Linked DNA regions of Hordeum vulgare: region 2 is linked to region 1. A link is a contact called in public Hi-C data. All regions are on one chromosome and are shown on one strand. The core of a region is the stretch at or near the end of the contact, and the rest is flanking DNA. Distances in the headings are between cores, read along the strand shown.

The links. Hi-C and Micro-C count contacts between places; a contact is called where the count stands out from the background.
Region 2: a contact with region 1 is called in a Hi-C map of leaf, with 4 times the contacts expected there. The contact joins two enhancer-like sites. A contact is called at or near these places in 4 of 6 Hi-C or Micro-C datasets (leaf and seedling).

What each region holds. Positions count from the first base shown.
Region 1 is chr4H:574,524,599-574,531,147 of MorexV3_pseudomolecules_assembly, forward strand. No RefSeq gene overlaps it. Among protein-coding and RNA genes, the nearest start is that of LOC123450791, 110 kb to the left of the region's middle. Within about 2 kb of position 1,618, at least 2 of the 3 cell types and tissues checked have open chromatin away from gene starts, as enhancers often do. A contact at or near this core is called in leaf, where this site is marked.
Region 2 is chr4H:574,718,365-574,725,342 of MorexV3_pseudomolecules_assembly, forward strand. No RefSeq gene overlaps it. Among protein-coding and RNA genes, the nearest start is that of LOC123449660, 56 kb to the right of the region's middle. Within about 2 kb of position 5,642, at least 2 of the 3 cell types and tissues checked have open chromatin away from gene starts, as enhancers often do. A contact at or near this core is called in leaf, where this site is marked.

The DNA of each region.
Region 1 (6,549 bases), core at 368-2,867:
CATGACATGGCCCTTATACTGGCCTTGTCAAGTGGTATGGCAGTTCTTTCACTCCTAGTGCATGCAGTCTATGCTGCCAAGCATCCCTGGAAAGCCCCTGCTGGCATTCATCACCAACAAGCGGGTTGTATCTTGAGGAGTCGGCTCTCTCAAGTACTCAGGGTCAAACACAACAATCACAGCCTTGCAGAACTTGTACATGGACTTTAGGCATGTAGACTCGCTCATATGGTCGTTCTCATCAATGAGATCATCGGGCACTCAGTATGCAAGCATCCGTATGGCTGCACTGCATTTCTGATAATATGAGAAGCCAATATTTCCAAGGGCGTCCTCTTTGCACTTGAAATAGTTATCGTATCCGACCAGCCCCTCTTTAATATGGTTTAAAACATGTCTAGCCATACGAAAACGCCGCCGGAATTTATGATGTATGAAAAACGAGTTGGTTGTGTCAAAGTAGCCATACTGTTGCATGTGGCTATTTGAACGTCTGTACTCCATGTATGCGGCTATTTAAATATGTGGACTCTCTTTTTTAAAGGTGGTCTGGATGTATGTGAACATTGTTGGATGATCGGCTTTCGCATCCGTGTTCGTGAACCGATTCTCTATCCATAGACAGATACTGAAGGAAATTTGTGGGTTGACGATGCCCTTAGAGCATCTACAACCGGACTGGACAAATCCGACCACTCAGTGACCGAGCGTGTCTGTTTTGAGCCTCTACTTTTTCATTTGTGCAGGCAAACTTTTCATATTCTTTTTCATACGTCTTTTCGCTTGCATGTGATTGGTGGAAAAAATAAAGAGAAAGCAGAAAATAAAGAAAAAACAAAGAAAATGTTGTCCAGGATGGGGTCACATTTACACGGCGGATTGACTGGACGTGTCCGGAAACCCTTATATTGTCCTCATATTTGAGATGGGTATGAAGGGTGTCGGTCTGTCCGGACGTTCGAAATGGATATGAGAGATTCAGTTGGGTAACGTTTTTTGTGACCGGTCACTCACGGCACATCGTGCCCGACGTTTGAAACAGATGCAAGGGATTGGATTGTAGATCGTCATAGCCCATGAAATATGGCATAATTTCGCCAAGTGGTGTGAAGTTTTTTCCACCGGGCCTCTCCCCGGGTTTACCAGCACCATCGTATCCACGACACACAAAAGCTGAGAACGTCGCACCAGCTTTCCGCAGAACCTGAAGAGAAGACAAGAGCAAGGCCGGATACGCGCATCTCCTCCCCCCGGCATCATCGTCTTTCGCCATGGCGCATCATGGCAATGATAAAAAAGAGTGGACGACGCCACCCCACCAGCCGTGCGTATCCTCAATCTCATCCACCGCAGCGGCACTTTCACAGGCACGGCACTCTCCCCTCCCATTCTTTTGATGCATCGAGGCAGCAGCATGCATCTCCTCCTCCTCATCCCAACCTACTGCCAAAGATGAGGAGGATCCATCCATCACTCCATCCCTTTCTCGCCCTGTTCAGCACTGTGCAGCTGCCGCCTTTTCGTGAGCACTCGAGCCCCTTCCACGACCACGGAAGCTCCATGTGACCGCATATGATATGAAAGCAAGTCCTTGGGCGTTGCATGCACAGCGCTGGCCCGGGCCCCCGGCTAGCTAACGATGGGGCTGGATGAGGGGTGGTACACGCTACTACACACGCTGCCTTGGCTTTGCGATGAGAGGGCTACAGTGCGCTGGGTTTGAACGGGAAAGGCTTTGACCGCCCAACAGTGCTGCAACCACATCCTCATTCATGATTCGCCACAAACGATTTCAGCAGATGATGTGGCTGGCTGGCTGGCTGGCCTGGCCTGGCCTTCTTCAAAGTTCCGTTCTTGGGACTCCCTGCTCTACTGTACCTGCTAATTTCAAATTTAGCTTGCATAATCCTCAGAAGATTACAATATGGTGCAGTAGGTCGGGCACAGCAAGTAGACTCTTCTTCCTTTGTTTGCGATAATGGGGGCTAATATGAAACTTTCACCACGTCGTGCCGATAGAACCACTCAGGATTTTATATTTTTATATAATTTGTTTTGAAGCAAGGAATTTCTTTCTCGACCTCTCGTTGAGGCTAAAAAGAAGATCGCCCTGTCTATGTCCAGTTGGAATATCTAGGTGAATGTAGATTTTTGAAAGTATGATTGATGACAGGACATGAAAGCGAAAATCCATTACGATCGCCATTCTGGTGTACAAGTCATGCTTTTCTTTTGCTCCTTTTCCGCATGTCACTGCGTCATCTCACACGCACATATATAGCCGTGTGATCTTTGGCCGTCACAATTTCACGTCCTTCGTCCTACCAAGAAGTCCATTGTCTCTTGGGGCATCTAAATGATGAGCAATATTCCCTAGCCTTGGCTTTCACAAGGTGAAAAGAGAAAGGAAAAATAAATGCATGGCTCAAACATGGTTTCAGCCTGCGGATCAGCATATATATGATGTGATCACTACTTATACAACGCCTGTGGAAATAATATAACATATCAAGAGCTATAATAAACAAAGCCAAGGGAGCAATAACTTGGTCCCAAACTACCTTGCCCTGCTGTGCCACTGCCTAACCACACCACACCCCTTGACCCTTGTTTGCTTCTCCTTATCTTCTTGTGTGTGTTTGTGGTCTCTTAATTCTTAATTGTACACGTCACAGTGTGGCTGCCACCTGCATGCATGCACACGAGTTATTGGAGGGAAGCACGCAGCCCTCTGCTCTGCCGTAGATCTACACTACACAAGCAACAGCACTGACGCCTTTGCAAATCTCTCTGGTGCCATAGGAGCAGAATTCAACCTCGCATGTGCATGCCCCATGCATGCAACTGCCCCTCCGGACAATGGCATTTTCTTGGCATGGTTTGTGCAAGGCATTTAACTGCATATGGCAATCGTTTAGCACTGGCACTTCCCTAGGGCAGCAATGCCGGCTTTACCACGCTGATCGTGATCGACAGTGGGAGAGGGCTAGCTATGCTCGTGGGAGAGGCTGGATTGGCCGAGCTGGAGCGGCTCCAGATCCATGGATGAAAGGTGGCGCCTCGTGGGAGCTGTCCTCTCTGTTGGTTGGCCAATGGAGCATCGCAGCAACTTGTAGATTGTCCTGTCCCCAGCCGGAGCAGTGCGAGATCACACTCACCACAGCGAGAGAAACGGTGGACGAACAGGAGTCAGTTTTATTTTTAATTTCTTTCTTTTTTGATTGATGAACAGGAGTCTGTTTTTTTGGTGAACAGGAGGGATCTGATCGAGCCAATGATCTGGAGACAGTGTGCAATAATGCTGAGCCCTCCATGATTTTTGTTGGCACAAAGGCATGATTTAGTTGACCCAATTTTTAGCAGGTTTCAGGAAGTAGTCCTCACCAAATGCAAAAAGATGGGCAGATATCTTTTGCACAGATCTGAGTCATGAAACCCAACAAAAAAAATACATCCAGATGTGACATAATTATTGCATATCTAAATGAATAAGCAAGCATAGAAAAGAAAAAGAAAAAAGAAATACACACAAATTTTCACGTAAGATCAATGATAGTACGATTTAAATAAGCAATACTTATCTCGCATCTAGTTCTGTTTTAGCAAAACTAAAAAACCTCTTTCCTGTTCCAAGTTCCACCCTGAAACCCGACATTCACGATCGCCCATAACGTGTCCTCTTAGCATTGTCGGTGAACGGTGATGATGCATGGTCCTTTTCTAAATGACTAAATCAAGCACAAAGAATAAAGGAAAAAAGAAAAGAAATTACACGCACAAATCTTCACGTAAGATCAACGGTATAGGACTTAAATATGCAATACTTACTTCGCATCTAAATCTGTTTTAGCAAAACTGAAGAAAAAAAAAATCACTTTCCTGTTCCAAGTTTCACCCGGAAACCTGACGTTCACGATCGCCCATAACGTGTCCTCTTAGCATTGTCGGTGAACGGTGATGATGCATGGTCTTTTTCTTGTTAGAAACCACTATCGATTTTTGGGAAATATATACTACATGAGCATGTAGCTACCATGTGCGCTGCAGTTCTTCCTATAGCTGGCTGAAACTTGGAACCGAAGTCTCCAACGCTAGGCAAGCGCTGAAAGGAACCAGCGAAAGCTACGTTCAAGTCACAGGTATCGCTTCACCCACAACCACTTCATCATCAGTCACAAAATCGTTGACTAATGACTAATACAAAAGCGCCGCCCGTGGTTCGGATTACAGAATATGTTCTGGCAATCCAGCTTCCACAAATGCAAAGCCACTTTGCTTTTCCTTTTTTTTCTCTCTCTCTCTCTTTTCCCATAAAGCAATATATATACACGCGCTTTTGCCGATGTTTCCACAAAAAGATGCGCCGAGGGTTTTCGATCGACAGCTTTGGCATACGCAGTAGATTGATTCCAGGTACAAATATCAGGCAGCCATGAGGAAAATAAGCTTCGTGGGGTTTAGTGGAGCACCTCTACTGCTTTTTCCTAGGGTTTCTTCAGAGACATGTGGACATGCTAGCTGTTCCGGTGCTATCCTCTCATTCTTTTATTATTTTGAAGAAAAGCTCGGGTGTTATCTTGGATATTTAGGAACATGACACTACTACCTCAATCAGCAAAAGGGTCAGGAAAGGTGATGTGACGGGATTTGTTGTAAAACCAAGGTGTTGTTGACACACTATAAAGGTATAAAAGCCTATCAACCAACCCAATCTTATCACTGCTCGTATGCTCATATGATTGCCCCCAGGGCCCGCGCCGGATGAGGTGGTTAGCAGTTACTAAACTTGGGCTTGACCGTTTAATAATCATCAGATGAGATGCAAAGGTTTCTTGACCAAACTAGCAGGTGACAAAGAGGGAGAACCTTCCAGCTCATGCACCCATAAATTCCATATGCAGATACTGAAGCACATGTCTTCTGACATTATCTCTCTGATAGTAGATAGTAGAGGAAGTGCCAAGTGTTTGTGCAGATACCGAAACACCACATGTCTTCCCTTCCCCACAAACGGTGCCCAACTTTGAGAATGGACTACCAGAATATAGATCCATGGACACAAGTAACTTATCTCTACGTTTGCATTCATGAGCTGCGTGCTCATGCAAGAGGAGGAGAAGGGTTGCTTCACCTCTTGCTAATTTTGGAGCCACTGCGGCGGTGCTGGAGGTTGGGCAGCAACGGCACATGCCATCTGCTGTACGTATGCATGAAGCGTTGCAGCAGCCGGTGTCAAGGCACTGCACAGAGTCTAGTCTCACTCATCACAGACGTCCCAACATGCATCAATCAATCTTACTGCCAGTGATGCTGACATGAATTACCTTGTTATGGTTTCCAACCCGATCTCACCCACTTGTGATGATCTGATACGAGTCTGCATTTAATCACCTTTCCTCGCACGTACAAATTGAATTCGACAAGCAGCAATCTTCCAAAACCACCATGCAGGAGTGGTGGCTCCCAGCTCGTAGAGTCGCAGTTTCTGTTCATCTAGCAGAGCACTGCTGCTGCTAGCTAGAACCAATAAAGATTGCACATACGCAGACGCTGTGCATCCATGGCGTATAGCCTTTGCAGCCTTCCTCTTGGTGAATCAACCACCACAGTACGTGCCCTTGGTCATCAGACGGCCGTGTGGACTTTGCCATCACCGCAAGCTGCATTTCAAACAGCCCGATCTGAACATCGTTTTCTTTTACCTTCGTCTTCTTCAGCTGGACTGGAACAGTGACCGATTATTTTGACAAGATGTGTCAAGATGAGCAGGGCAACCACTGCTGGATGGGCCTACCATGAAAATCAATAGAGATCTCCTGTTCCAAAAAACAACTGTAGATTTTCTCATTGTCGATCATGCAGTTTTTCTTGGTCGACCACAAATTCGGATTCGGATTACTTGCAGATGATGATTGCTGGTACGTAACAAGTATACAACAAAAGAGAGGACAAATGGGAGTGGTCGAGGAGGCCAATAATTAAGCAGAGAAACCCATTCTCACCGCACCTTGTGCACCCCGATTTCAGACCAACTTTAACAAGTCGACCCAAACTAGGGCGCCTTATGTTTGTTTGTTATCCATTTAAATCGGCTCGTTCGTCTCCTTCAACGTTTGGGTCGATCATGGATCCAACGCGTAGATCCAAATATTATTCGCACATAATGGTGAAAAGGCTCGCGGTCATAGATCAAACGAGCAGTCATGCCATCACCCAGAGTTCAACGTTGGCGTCATGCGGGTGCTACAATGCAGCACACAGAAATATTACCGTATAGTTCATATTGACGCACTTACCAGCGATCGACACACTCGTCAGCACATAAAAAGGTCGGGAGTTCGACCATGCCGTTGTTAGAGTAATCCAAACATGTATGTGTTAGTTTGGTTAGTGTTCCTGATCAACGTTGTCGTAAGCTTAGTTTAGGTAAGTTTGAGTACGAGTAGGATTGGGATTGGTGTTTGGAGTCGGCTTGATGTTTGTCGCAAGCTTAGTTTAGCCAGGTTGATGCATATATATATGCAGCGTTGCGTGAGTTTTGTACACCAA
Region 2 (6,978 bases), core at 4,392-6,891, 200 kb after region 1:
GAGATATCATAATAGGAAGAAGACAAAATACGGTTAAGGATACTAAGATATGGCCTTCGGTAGCACGTTGGGTGCTTGAAATTTGAATCTTTGGTCTCGTATATGTATCAAAGTGAGATCCTTTGGATCAACTAAAGTATACCCTAACATAGCAATCTCCTGTAGCAAAACGTTAACACAACACAAATGTATCCTTGTTAGAGTTTTCTAATTAGGATGTTGAATACCATGATGCATAGGTGCATGGCGACAATTAGCTATATTCAAGTTTTGAAAAGAAGCATCTTTATCAGAATGACATCCTGATGTAACTGAGGCAACAATTTGTGCCCCAACTTCTTAATCCTCTCTCCCTCTATCGTCATCTTTACTCTATAGGAAGTGAGGTCTACCACGAGAGTCTTTTGTCATAATACCAATTCGAATATCATAGATGTCGAAGAAAGGGGTTGAGGGACTGAATATATATGACTAAATTTTTTTGACACAGCTTATTAATTCAATTAAGCACAAACAAGCGAAGAGGATAGAAGGACCAAAATGGGATCACACGAGAGAAGGCGACTTATCTTGAATTTAAAGTATTAGGTGGGGTGGAATCAAGGTATAAATGACGCTAATCCCCACCAGAGACGAGGAAGATAGCCAACGATCACGAGGATGTAGTTTTATTTTGTTCAATGCTCAAACCCAACCACTAAGGGAAAATCTTAAGGCGGTCTTCGGACCTTGACAAACTTCCTAAAGATAATCCGCAACTTTGGAAACTTCTGAGGGACCCTAACCCTCTAGGGAACCCTGCAATCACAACAATAACAAAATTCAGTTTAATTCAATGTGGTCTTGGTGAGATCACAGATTTGGGCTCTCCTTTCTTTTCGTCACCTGGTTCGATGATTGTGGATTTCAGGAAGGAATTTCCAAGATTTTCAGGGCCAACAACTGTGGGGAGAGAGAGTATTCGAGCTAACTTCCCCGTGGGGAATAAATCTCCTTCTATATACCCCCACTCCCCTAAAAAAACTATCTATTGCACATTTACACGCATAGTTGGAGGCTCCGGTATCATTCAGGGTTCCGCGATGACTCTTTGTACCTTTCGGGGTAGTCCATAAATCTACCGCCTCGTATGGGATTCATTTAGAGGCTCGAGATCAACTCCAAGTCACAATAGGAGCAATAAACCATACTCTTTAAGGGTGCCTTTAGGGAATTCTCCCTTCATTTTGGCGTGTACCTAAGATCTCACGGAATTCACACACTTCATCTGTCGTGTACCCTTTCTAATAGTATGTTTTTGAAAACATAATAAATATATGCATAACTTAAGTAATGTAGCTCAAAGATGTGGGTAGCTACTTGCATTATTGCTCATCTTGTCAGAATTAGAAGGTTTTTTCCGAACTTCACATGGACTTCGACGCAACCATTCTTTGCATGAGGCGTGGTTCCCTTAATAATCCCATCCATGGAGTCCACTTACTCCCCCAACCCAAATAAAATCAGTTTCATGGATCCTCGCATGTATGTGTGCCTGGTCAACACCCGCATTCTCGTTGCTAGTCCTCGCCCGTGGCAATCACCAAAACTCCATCGAGTTCGCAAGTCTACATGAAAACATCGCATTGATCCTCTGATTCTTTTTTTGCCATCATCTGCCACCCTCGACCCTTCTCTCCCTAGCAAGGTCGAGCTCGGTGGACACACCCTAGTTTGTGTATCGACCTCCATATGCCACATCAATGGTTCACAAGTCGACTAGCTTAGCTCTACGCATCATGAGGCCTGACTTGTGCTCCTTTTATTAGTTTGTGTCTAATTTCACGAACAAACATGGGATAAGTGGTATCAAAATGAGGTATTCCCTCAGATCCATATTGAAAAGTCATTGATTTAGTACGAGAGTACCTCAAACACATTGATTTTCTTTCCACCAAAAACATTCGTCATGTTTAAACTACCCCCAAATGTGTGTGCTAGATGAACAAAAAAACTGGAAACTTTGCTACGTAATACTACGGATTTTTTCCTTTCCCTAAACTAATCGTCCCCCCACCTCCAAATTTCACGGGATGGGCCCGGGCTTTTTTTTCTTGCAACCAAATCAGGCCACAACAACTCATACACAAGTTTCGTAATACTCCCATCGTCCCGAATTACTTGTCGCAGAAAAGGATATTCGGGGCGAAGGAAGTAGTAATTAGGTAGGTATAGGAGAGCTTGGTAGATGACTTCTCTCTGTACCATAGGACATGAACATGATCTCTCGTTCTCCAAGGATCACACCCACCACTTTCCACCCATTCTATTCCTAAAAAGAAAGGCAGTTGCCTTTTGCAATGCTCTAACCCTAGATTTATATAATAATAACAGTAATAATAATGTAAACAAAAGACGGAAGCAAATAGATACAGCTGTGGTCATCAAAAGATACAAGCAGTTGGGTCGATAAAGCGAGCAGTAGCAGTAGCAGTTCATGGGTGTGTGGTCGTGTCGTGTGGGAGCCAGCGACGTACCAAGCTTTTGGCAATGCCCCCTCGTGCGTGCGTGCGTGCAAGTACTATCCTCTCCTCTCATCTCCATGGTGGTGGTGTCAGGTGCGGTAGGTCGCCAAGTTCCAGTAGAATAGAAAAGGAAACGTATCTGCGGTTTCAGGCCAACTCCACCGGGCCACTCTATTCTGTTCGCCCGAGTCCGTTCGGGACAAAACAAACACGTCAGGCGGTCCAATGTTCGGGTGCAAACAAACATTTGTTTGTTTTCTGTTCGTTTTTGACTCATTCTCGATTCAAACTTAGTTCGGTTTTAAGGTGAAACGGATAATGCACGCGTCTGTCCTTTCTTGACCCGTCCGTCGGTGGCACAAAGCAGCACGGCCTTCCCGCCCCCACGCCCCATTCCATTTTATTTTTTCCTCCAAAACCCTTCCACGCCCCATCCGTCACCCTCCCACCATGGACGATCCCCCGTCGAATTTTGGCGACCCGACCGTCGTCCCGGCCACCAACGGGAAGAAGAAGAAGGCGTCCCAGGCCACGAAGAAGCCGCGGTCGGAACTCGCGCCGGAGGAGCTCCCAAAGTTGGACGCGGAATCGGTCAAGGGACGGAACCGGCGGGACAGGAAGGACGCCGCGATCGTGTACGCCATCGAGCTCACTGCGGTGGAGGCTGCGCGGCAGAAGGCCGATGCTCAAGAGAAGGAGGACATTGTCAGCAAAGCGCTCACCCTCCTCGTGATGGGATTGTGCCGTCCGACGAGCTTGGCGGCTGCGCCCGTCGTGCTCGTCGGTCGTCCGGCCTCCGCAGTGCCCCTCCCCGACGTCGTCGACCACGCCGTTGTCGCCCGGTTTCCCTCCGCCTAGGTGCCAAGCCTAGATCTGTTTGTCGGGGACGTCGGAAGTCAGCGCGATCACGCCGTCCATGCCGTGCCCCTCGTCCGTCATCGACCTCAACGTCACGCTAGGGTCCTGCAGTGGCGGTCGCCCGTCCGTCGAGATGCAAAGAAAATAAGCCCGACCGACTTTGAGACCGACCATGGTGACTCGTGGCATGAAGAAGATGACATATATTGCGAAGGTGACGAAAAAGAAAAGAACAACGTCGATATTGCGAGCGAGGCATTGTAATCAATGAGCTCACCCAAAGAGCGGAAGCTCAAATGAGGAAGAAGAGCATTCGTACGGGATCATAGACACAAGATGAGGACAAGTTGATTTGCGGAAGTTGAAAGGAGATTGGCCAAGATCCTAGAGTCGGTGTGCAACAAAAGGAAATTATTTTTTGGACAAGAGTTCACAAAACATGTCATGAAAGAAAGTTGTTTCCACCCTACTAATTTACGAGCGATCGTAACATCAACGCTCATGTTCTGAACTAGGAGGCTGGCATGGTGAGCCGGCCGCTGGCTGTGTTGCCGGCGAAAAACCTATTCTTTTGGAGGTCGGCTGTGTTGCCGGCGAAGAACCTATTGTTTTAGAGGTCGGCTGTGTTGCCAGCCGCTGGCTGTGTTACCGGCGAGGACGTGTAGGCTGGTTGTGCTGCCGGCGTGATCTAGGACCGCTTGCATGATCTATGGGCCATGGCTATTCGAATGCTTGTGTATGAAAATGAGGCGAACAGGATGCGACCAGCGTTGGGCGCACGGCCACCGCACCCGAGAAAATGGCCCGGACAAAATGTCGACTGATTCGTAGGCGTGGACGAATTAGAGTGATTTGCTCGATCCCATCACCCGCTCTAAACGGACAGAATCCTCACAAAACAACGTACGGATGGGATCGCGCGCTAGAGTTGGTCTGGTGCGGCTCCAACTCGCGGGTGGATGGAGGATCGACGGAGTTCGGCACTCGCCACTGCATCAGCATCTTTTTTTTAGATAAAGACTGCATCGACATCTGCCTTTTAAAAAAATTGATTGAAAGATTGGGACGAGGTTCGCGACGACGGCGGCGAGGTAACCTGCCTCTCTCACCGGCCGCCCATCACGGCTACCGGTCGAGCTCTGCGCCGTCGGGAGCATTCGCGCGCGGGTCACCGTCTTCTGGTGCCCGTGCACGGAGATGGATCATGGAAGTTCTACCGCGCTTTTTTTTCATTCTTGAACACGTTAGAGTTCCTTGTTTTTCTTTTTTGACAACGTTGAAGTTCCTTGGGACACCCTGCGTCTTACTTGATGGGCTTCTTTGCGGCCTTGCCATATATGTGTCGACCTTTCTACCCAGCGGGTAGACCATTCGCCGTAAGATGAGCGAGAATGAGCAAAGCGGATGGGAATTTCGTATTTGTCGCACCCTGCGTTAAATTGGCTAAGCTTCACACAGGCCAGGCTCGCGAAGCGATCAGTGGGCTGGGGGCCATTTTAGCGGTTAGCGTAGTGTTGCGGGCGGGTGATTTTCGGAAAACCCTATCCGCTTTGCGCGAAGTGGTGTCGGAGCTTCGCACAAAGGGCAGGTGATTTTTGGAAAACCCTATCTGTTTTGCGCGAAGTGGTGTCGGAGCTTCGCACAAAGCGGTAGGGGGTCGATTTTAAATGGGCTGACCCATTTAGCAGGGTTGCAGCACCCGGTTTTGGGAACCTTCCAAAGGTTTTAGCCGGGGTTTTCCATCTTTGGGAAGGTTCCTTAAACCGTTTTTTCTTTTTTCTCCTTTTTTTATTCTTTTCAGTTTTTGTTTCAATTTTATTTTGAATTTTCAATAATTGTTCTTGATTTGAACAAATCTTCTATATTTTTTTAAAAATGTTCTCGGTTTTGAAATTTGTTCTTAAGATTCATTATTTTACCTATTTCAAAATTTGTTGTAAAAATCCAAAAAATGTTCTTGCTATAAAAAATTATCCGTGCTTGCAAATTTTTCAGGATTTTTTAAATTGTTCTCGGTTTTAACAAAATTCTAAAAATAAAAAAAATGTTAATGCTTTAAAAATTTGTTCGCGCTTCCAACAAATTTCGGGCTTTTTCAAAATTGTTCTTCGTTTCAAATTGTCCGTGCACGGAGATGGATCACGGAAGTTCGACCGCGCCTTCTTTTTTAATTCTTGAGAACACGTTGAAGTTTTGTGACACTCTCGTCTTACTTGACGGGGTTCATCGCGGCCTTATATTTGTCGGCCTTGAGACCAACAAGGTGAGCGAGAATGACCAAATCCGGAGGGGACCTGCGCAAGTTACTGTAACTGGCGCTCACACGCCATGCTGCTGGGCCGGCCCAATAATCCGAGGAAGCTGCTTTAAAATATAGCAGAAAAAACATAAAAAAGTTCTTTCAACGTGTTCCAACTCCCCACGCGAACGCTGATGGCTTTAGCTCCTAACCACCAGATCAAGCTAATTTTCGTTGACTGCGAGAGGACAAGGTACTAATTTGAACCTTTCAAAATAAATTATTTCCTTTAGTTAAAATATAATAGACAAAATAAATTATTTCCAAAATAAAGTATAAACTAAGAAAATAATTCTAAAATAACGAAAACAGCTAGGAATTTCAGAAGGAGGTTCATACAAATTGGAAAAGGTTCTTGGGAATGAAAAAGGTTCATCAACTTAAAAAACAGGTTCACCCGTTTTTGAAAGAGTTCATCAAATTTGAAATAGATACGTTCAAGTAGTTCATAAATTTAGGAAAAAGTCCATCTATTCTAAAGAAAGTTGATCGAATTTTCATAAAGTTCATGAATTTCGAAAAAGTTGATCAGATTTGAAAAAGGTGCATCAAATTGAAAAAATCAATTCGAGTTTGAAAAAAAGGTTCATCGAATTGATTTTTTATCAAATCCAAAAAACTTTCATTGTATTTTAAAAAGTTCATCGAATTCAGAAAAGTTTGGCAAGATTGAAAAATGTTCATCAACTTGAAAAAGTTCTTCAGGTTTGAAAAAAAGGTTCATCGAATTGGAAACCATACATCTATTTTTTAAAGAAAGTTCACCAAGAAAAGTTCATTGATTTCAAAGAAGTTAATCTAATTTTAAAAAGGTTCATCAAAATTGAAAAAGTGCATTGATTTGAAAAATATTCATGAACCGAGGGAAATAGGAAATAGACCAGAAACCAAAAAAGAAAAGAAAATACACAAGGAAACCTAGGGGGCATTTTCTATACACAGAAATATGAAAGAAGAAGTAGGCAATCGCAAGCATCAAGGTGAGCTAGTGGTTTAGTATGGTGCAATACTAACGTATTGATCTCGCGTTCAATCCCTGAAAATCGGATTTCTTGTATCCTTTTCAAAGTTTTAAACAGGACTCGAAAACATGAAATGGGCCGGCTAAAATCGCGGCAGGGTGTGTGCTGTGCAGGTACCCATTACAAAAATGCTCTACAATGGGAGCCTGCAGCGTCAAATAGGGTTTGTCAAATGGATGGGAATTTTCTATTTAGCGCACTCTGCGTTAAATTGGTCAAGCGTTGCGAAACGATATTTCAGCGGTTAGTAGTGTTGCGGGCATATAGTTTTTTCCTGGTTTTGGGAAGCTTCTAA